2 separate regions of the Mus musculus genome follow, and region 2 is linked to region 1. The links are chromatin contacts, called in public HiChIP or PLAC-seq maps. All regions are on one chromosome and are shown on one strand. The core of a region is the stretch at or near the end of the contact, and the rest is flanking DNA. Distances in the headings are between cores, read along the strand shown.

What was found. HiChIP or PLAC-seq counts read pairs in DNA pulled down with a chosen protein or histone mark.
Region 2: a contact with region 1 is called in an H3K27ac HiChIP or PLAC-seq map of regulatory T cell precursor, with 3 times the contacts expected there. The contact joins two enhancer-like sites. A contact is called at or near these places in 1 of 15 datasets of contacts at CTCF or cohesin (the NIH/3T3 cell line), 5 of 484 Hi-C or Micro-C datasets (CD4 T cells, CD8 T cells, LSK cells and 2 more) and 4 of 115 datasets of contacts at active chromatin or transcription factors (embryonic stem cells, pancreatic cancer cells, regulatory T cells and 1 more).

Annotation. Positions count from the first base shown.
Region 1 is chr8:34,620,079-34,623,988 of GRCm38.p6, reverse strand. All of the region lies in intron 1 of B930018H19Rik (RIKEN cDNA B930018H19 gene), which reads left to right. Among named protein-coding and RNA genes, the nearest start is that of Gm34096, 15 kb to the right of the region's middle. Within about 2 kb of position 1,583, at least 157 of the 459 cell types and tissues checked have an H3K27ac peak or open chromatin away from gene starts, as enhancers often do. A contact at or near this core is called in CD8 T cells, the N1E-115 cell line, pancreatic cancer cells and 2 more, where this site is marked.
Region 2 is chr8:34,780,205-34,784,119 of GRCm38.p6, reverse strand. No RefSeq gene overlaps it. Among named protein-coding and RNA genes, the nearest start is that of Dusp4, 25 kb to the left of the region's middle. Within about 2 kb of position 2,004, at least 42 of the 459 cell types and tissues checked have an H3K27ac peak or open chromatin away from gene starts, as enhancers often do. A contact at or near this core is called in CD8 T cells, the N1E-115 cell line, pancreatic cancer cells and 2 more, where this site is marked.

The DNA.
Region 1 (3,910 bases), core at 334-2,833:
AAGCGGGTTGTTTTCCTCTTACATAATTAGCTTTCAGCCCTGGGTGAAGGAGCTGTCGATGGCTACTTTTCTTTATCTTAAATGTTCTCTCCCTTATTTCTGATGGGGAAATGAAAACGTTAGAAGGCAAGCACTGTGTTCATACCCCAGCTTTCAGCATTTTTCTTGGGAAATGCATACAAATAAAAGGTGTCCTTGCCTTCTAACTTCTGTATTCAGCCCCTTATGAGACTCTACACCGATATGGTTTGCCTCTTGGGGAATCTGGGCCCTGGGAGTCTTTAAATGTGCCTAGAAGGATTTTTAATTTTTTTTCATTTTTTCCCCAAAAGCTCCACAGGCATTGCACATTTCTGAAAATAAAACTGCCTTCATTAACTAGAATGTCATGGTATTTTTTTGCTTTTGATTAGAGTCAAATTAATTCAGTTTGATAACATTGATTACAAGCTGATCTAAAGCTGTGATTAGAGCTTTATATATCTTAGATGATTAAATGTGGAAATAGGTTAATTATGTCTTAATAAATGCAGTTGACTTGATAGAAAGAAACTTATGCAACCCGAAATTAGGCAGAAAAGTATGACAAAATTTCAGAAATTCCTGTATACATCTTGTACAGACAGAGTGGTAAGACCAATGAAAATTTCAAATGTATCTATTTTAGAAATCTTCTGGAATCATAAGATTCAATATATTTATTATTTTTGGTCACCTTAATGTGAAAAATACAAAATCAAATTATTTATTCTCTGTCTCTGTCTCTGTCTCTGTCTCTGTCTCTCCCTCTCACACACACAGAGACACAGAGAGAGAGAGAGAGAGAGAGAGAGAGAGAGACTGACCTAAACAATAAACACAACTGTACAAATATTATATTAAGAAACAAAAGAAAAATGTAATTTTCCAATTGCTGAAAGTCAGCAGATGCTATCTCATGTGTGAACACTTTGCACGGGCAGTTGAACCAGTTTGGAGGGTATAAATAGAAGCACACCAGATTTTCTGATCTCATATGAATCATTAGTCTTGTTGAAAGCCATCTCTTTGAGGAAGCGGACAGTTTGCGTCCCTGAGCTAATGCTATGGGCGGGGCGGGGTTGGGGTTTTCACAATCCTGCTCTGATCATTGTGGCTTTGGGCGTGACTTTTGTGACTCACCTGGCTCCGGCTGCTTAGACACACAGCCCAGAGTTCATGTCGCTGAAGGGCACTGGCTGTGGATCATTGTTTCCCCAGGGTATGCCCTTTAAAGGTTACTGGTGAGGAGATGGGAGAGGCTTTGGGGTTCAGCAACACGTGACTGCGTTTAAGCCGTATTCCTCTCTAGGACAGTAGCTCTAGAGGGGATTGCAGAGTATTTCTTCGCTCTATGGAAATGTTGAGCTGCTTCTGTCTTCATGCAGAACTCGGAGACATCAGAGTGTCAGTTGTGGAGTTGCGTGCGTGATCGTGGCATGCCTAGCAGAACACATTGCTCAAAATAAATGACAGTGGCAGAGGCTTCTTCACGTACCCAGCGTCCTCGAATGTAAAAGAGTTGTGGGGCAGATGGCCTTTATAGACCTCTTAGGCACTAATTAACTTTCTGTAGCTCTACGTTTCCTTGAATAGCAAACATTGGGATAAAGATTGGCCCGGGTACAGCAGTCTGATGACGCTGACATCGGATTGTTGGCATATTTACAGGTGCGGGAGACTTTTATTTGGGATTGAGGAAAGCTAGTGCCTAGTTTAACAAAGGGAAGGAAGGGAAGGAGAGGGAGAGAGGAGAGAAGAAGACGTGGAAGACCAGTTTTGTAGAGGAGAGCAGTTTTGACCCTTGTATGTTTCTATTCTGGATCGTTTACCCCGGGGGACTTTAAAGCTTAATGATCAGATCTTTAGCTGTGTGACTTTCCACTGTCCATGTCTTTAAAGCTCTAGGCTTCTCATGTGGTTTTCATTCCCAGTTATCTCTCCCACATAAGACCCGGGGGGCTCTGCTTCTGTGAATGCTTTGCTAGGTAAGTCTCGCTAAACTCAGCTGCCATCTACTTAGAATTTAAGCAAGACTTATTGCTCTGAGCCTCTCTTATAGAACCTTTTCAATACCCTCAATGATTTATTCTCCCCCTTATTTTATGGGACCAAGAAGTGGAGGTTTTGTTTGTTTGTTTGTTAGTTTTTGTTTGTTTGTTTTGAATGAGTAATTTTCCTGCAGCCACACAATGTGGAAAAAACAGGATTCGGATGAAGTGAGTTCCGCGCTTCATCTTTCCGCTGTGATTCGCTTCCGTTGGCGGCGAGGGTGGCCACTTCCGGCTTTTTTATCCTGTGCAGAGCACAGGACCAGCAGATCGCCCTTGGCCCTCAGTTATCCTCAGAGGTGGAAGGGAGGGTGGGATAGTGGGGAGTCCTTGCCAGCTTCCCCAGGAAAGCAGAAATATACAACCTGAGATCCAGGCTAGAGATTTAAAAATAGATAGGCACAAAGCAAAAAACCGTGCACCTTTTACAAAAGCACATTCAAACCAGATGTTGTAGGTTTCTCAGGTTGAATGGATCCTCTTGGGAGGGGCTAGGGGCGGGGAGAACAGCTATAAGATGATAAGAAAGGATTACATAAAACAGAGGGGGTGACATTGTGAGGTGAGCTTGGAAATGTAATCAATACAGTCTTCTCTTGCAAAAAAGGAAAGGGAATAACAAAACCACCATTAGGGCCCAGAAAACCATGCAAGAACAAAACAAAACAAAACAAAACAAAACAAAACAAAACAAAACCCAAGAAAACATGCATGGAAGGGCTCATTTTAAAATTAATTAATTAACTTTACAATAGCAGTCCCCTTTCTCCTGGTTCCCCACCACCACCACCACCACCACACACACACATAGTCCCTCTCCTCACTTCCTGCTTCTGAGAAGGGTGAGACCTCCCTGGGTATTGCCCCACCCTGGCACATCAAATCACTGCAGGACTAGGCACATCATCTCCCACTGAGGCCAATCGAGGCTACCCAGTTAGGAGAGCAGGAACCACAGTCAGGCAACAGATTCAAGGACAGTCCCTGCTCCAGTTGATGAGTGACCCACATGAAGACCAAGCTGTATATCTGCTACATATATGAGGGGAGGCATAGGTCCAGCCCTTGCTTGCTCGTTGGTTGGTGGTTCAGTCTCTGGGAGCCCCCATGGGACCAAGTTCGTTGACTGTGTTGGTGCCTGGGTAGGCTTTATAGTGAGCATCAGCCACACATAGACATGAGCTTAGCTCCACTGGATATTTAGGCTCTGTCTTTTTGAGGCCTCTACCACTCTCACAGCAAGTGAATGGGAACAGACCCAGAATTTTATGAATGACAAAAGGATAGTGTTACCTTGCAGATGGCAAAGCTGAAGTTCTCCATGCGTGGCCAAAGGACTTGTTCAAGGTGGATCAACAGGTTTAGGGCAAATCCCATGTGACAGTCTCGTTATCTGCCCCATTGGTCATTCTATAATGCCAGGTTCAAATGCTGTGTCTGCCCTTGCACAGTCTTATTGAGCTTGGAGTACACCTGTTTGATCAACTTCTCTTCCGTGTATTGCCTTGCCTCTTGAGGGTGTTTGGCCAATGTTAATGATCACAGTAGTCAATATTAAGATGTTCTTTGGGTCTCCAAATGCTCTGGTAATGAAACCAGCCATGTATTACTGCTTTCTGTTCCCGTTGATTTCAACCCCGTTGATTAGCTACCTGTATGAATATGAACCCATAGCTCTTGTTATAGTAATACCTCTGCTTGGCCAAAGCAGAGTGGTTTCTTTGTTTTTCTGTGCTTTTTTTTTGTTTGTTTTTTTCCCTCAAGACAGGGTTTCTCTGTGTAGCCCTGGCTGTCTTGGAACTCACTCTGTAGACCAGGCTGGCCTTGAATTCAGAAATCTG
Region 2 (3,915 bases), core at 755-3,254, 160 kb before region 1:
TCAAGTTAACAAAACTAGGCAGCATAGTACTCTATAGAACACATTCTCTACTAGACCCCAAGGGTCTGAGGCATACTTTCACCATGTTTCTAGGTCATCAGCATGTTTGTTGAATGGATGAAGATCAGAAGGCAGAGGATCCTGCATTCCCCAAGCCTAGTTTAAAGGCTGGAGCTAGGAATCTACTCTAGTCAATGGCTAAGAACAAGGCAAGCTGTGGGTAGGGAGAATGTAAACACTTATTCAGCTCATAACGCCCATCAATAATGGTCCTGAACATGTTAAGCATCAAAATGTGTGTGAATGAATGAATGAATGAATGAATGAAAAGATGCAACAAGCTGCCCAGAACTGAAATCCTTGGAGACTCTTGCATCTACATCAGCCTTGGTTCCTAGAAAGACAGATCTAGAGGCGTCTCAGACACCAAGGCAGAGGCTAAATGTTTAAGGTGAAGAATAAACTAGGTTCTCTCTTGCTCTATAACCTAGGTTCTCTCTTGCTCTCTCGTATAGACTAGGGCTTCTTTCTTGTAGGCCTTTGAACGGATTGACCCAGGAGGCATAGCACTCCTCCCGTAAGAATCAGCACATTCACCGGAGAGCCCCTCAGACTGGTGGCCTTTCAGTGTGCTTCAGACCAACTCCTCGAAAGCTTGCTTATCAATCAAAGACAGATGGTGCACCGATTTTCAGTCATGCCAGCTGGGTGTTCCGGTAATTCTGCTGCTCAGGGCTTCAGATAGGAAGTTTACTCTGCAAGAAGCTGAGGAAGTACTTAGCATATGCAAGGCTGGGGGGCTGGTCTCCAGCATGGGGTGGGGGGCAGGAAGGAAGTGAGGAAGGAAGAAGGAAGGAAGGAAGGAAGAAAAGAAGGGAGGAAGGGAAGAAAGAAAGGAAGGGGAGGAGAAAGAAAGAAAGGAAGGGAGGGAGGGAGAAATAACAGAAGGAAGGAGGAAGGAAGGAAGGAAGGAAGGAAGGAAGGAAGGAAGGAAGGAAGGAAGGAAGGAAGGAAGGAAGGAAGGAGGGCAGAGAGGTGGGAGGAGGGAGGAAACGTGACGTGGCTTTGTTTCAATATGTTTGTTTCGATGTAAAAGCTAATATGTTTTGTTAAATGTCAAGTTTGAAAAACCCAAGTCCTTCTAAGAAGTAAGAGATGGGGCAGCTTATCGGGTATTCAAACCTCAGTGAGCTGCTGACCAAAGGTCGCCCAGCTTAGGACCCAGATATGTTTTCCCAGCTCGGCTGGAGCTCCTGGGCAGTGCCATTTTCAGTAAGAAGTGGGTGCCTGGAAAAGGACACTAAGATCCCAAACCCCTCCACTTGCCTGGTGCTTACTGGGCCTCAGGGAACTTGTTTCCCTATCTCTGTAATGAGAAGGCTGGACCCGATGGCCTCTGTGACTAACTGTTTTGAAGCTGGCTGGTTCTAGGCATGGCTGTCTGGAGACCACAGCTCTCAGCACTGTAGACCTCGGTCTAGGCTCCTGTGTCTCAAACATGGAGAAAGATGTTTTTAAAGACTGCAACTCAAAGTTCTTCTCCATTGAGGCATTTTCTGTTTCTTTTTTTGGGTCCAACTCAGAAATGCTTCTTGTAGTTAGCGTGTCCGATGGATAAGGAAAACTCCTGGAATCTTACGGATTTTGTCCTTGTTGATGATGCTCTGGGGGGAAGGCCTGTGACCCTAGGAGGATAGTGGAGATGGGATATTTGTGTCCTCTCAGGTCATGAGCCTTTGTTGGTGCTGTCTGGTGGCTTGAGAAAGGTACAACTGAGAGTCTCAGCACAGGGAAGAAAGGGTTCCCAGGCCGAGGACACCCACACGAAGGACAGCTGGCCTTTTCCCGCAGCGCACACAGAGAAAGCTAAGTTTGTGGTTTACCCTCCCTTCATTTTATGGCCCTATGCCGAATTTCATATGTCTAAGTACACACATCAAGTCAGACACTGTTTCTTTCCTGTTATGTACTTAGCCTGACCTTTACAGAGCTTCAGGCAGGAGGAGGCTCCTTAAGGCCTCCCTTCCTGGAAGACTGTTAAGATTAAGGTTTCTTGTGGTTGACTGACACCACAGGGGGCCTGGAGTCTTTTCCTCTCTTTGCTTAATCTCTTCTCTCATGGGGCAGCTGGGCTGTGGACTGAGTAGGGAAGAGCTGGCCCCAAATTCTGCCCTTACATCCAGCAGCTGTGTGACTTTTGTTGATACACCTAATCTAGTCTCTCCACTCAGTGTGGGGTGGGGGGCACAGGGGGAAAGGGGGGCGTGGTGGGGGATCGCTTGACAGCTGTATGCTGAGGTTCCTTCCCCAAAGCTCAACTTCCAGGGTTGGTGAGTCTACAGCCAAGGCTTGTTAGATTCTGTCAATAGTTCCTTCTTACCTGCAAGGTATACAAAGCAGCCACACACGGTACAATGTTTGCCGGATTGTTTTGTATGATAGGGACCTCGAAAAGAGCGTTTCCTTGAATGTTCCTTCTGGTAAGGCCCACTGGGAAATGGGAAGACAGAGGACTGACCAATGGTGATGGCCTCTGACATGAGGCTCCTGTGGTGCCTGTCGTTGGAGTGAACCAGTTCAACTAGACATGGACAGTTTACAAATCTAATGTGTGGACGGGTACTAGAGTCTGCATATTTCTAACCAATGACCGAGTTTGGAAATAAATCATCTATTCATTCCCCTAGCAAAAAAAAAATATTTCTAGCATCTCTCTGCTAATGAATAAACTCTTCAGGGTGGATTTGCACGCTGTCATCTAAATGCTAAGTGCTCCTGGCTGCCAGAGGGGGGTGGCTCCTGACTCATCCCTTAATTAACTTCTCCTAACCAACCCCAACAGATAGATTAGAGTGATGTTGTCCCAAGCTGCTTTTAAGGAAGTATTGTTAGAGTAAATTACTACCAAAATTGTGCAGCAGTGGCCAAGGGTAAATTGCTTCAGCTCTGATTTCTCTTCTGTAAAATGGTGATATTACCCTATAAAGGTCTGTTGTGAAGATTTAAGGAGAAAATATGTGGATACACACACACACACACACACACACACACACACACACACACACCCATACACATATAACAGAACTATTTAAGGTGCACAGCCTTTATACCTTGGTTCCTGTGCACTGTTCTCTTAGGATGGGCGTGCAAAGGAGACACAATGGCAGAGATAAGGAAAGCTGATCAATGGGATGAAAGACTGTTGGAAACCAGGAAGTCTGAAGTCTAAAGGGAGGTAGAGTTACACCCCAGCCTCCTTCTAGAAGGGGGAGGGGGGCCCTTGCAGAATTTAGCAGTACAATAATAAAAGGAAAATTGACAAAAGGAAAGACGGAGAGCATTTTAAAAGTGGGCGTGTGTGTGTGAGTGTATGTGACTGTGAGTGGGTGAGAGTGTGTGTATGAGTAAGTGTATAAGTGTGAGTATGAGTGTGTCTGTGTGTAAGTGTGAGTGTGTCTGTGTGCTCTGTGTGGAGGGGAGGCAGGAACCAATGTTGGATGTCCTGTTCTGTTAGGTTTTCCACCTAACTTTTTGAGTCAGATCCCTCAAACAACTTGGAGTGAACAAATTCAACTGGACCCATGTCACAGCCTGGCTAATGAGCTCTGGAGATCAGTTTGTCACCTCCCCATACACTCAGTGCTGGAGTTACATATGTGTATGCTCGCCCTGGTTTTTAACATGGGTGCTAGGGGTCTGTATTCAGATCTGTATGTTTCTGCAACAAGCATGGTACCTATGGAGGCATCTCCCTAGCACATGGAATATTTTTAAAATGTTTTCCTCAGTGGCTACCCCTCCACTGAGAGAGAGAGAGAGAGAGAGAGAGAGAGAGAGAGAGAGAGAGAGAGAGAGAGAGAGAGAGAGAGAAACTCAGAGCCCTGCCAGAGCCTTACAAATGCAGAGGTGGATGTT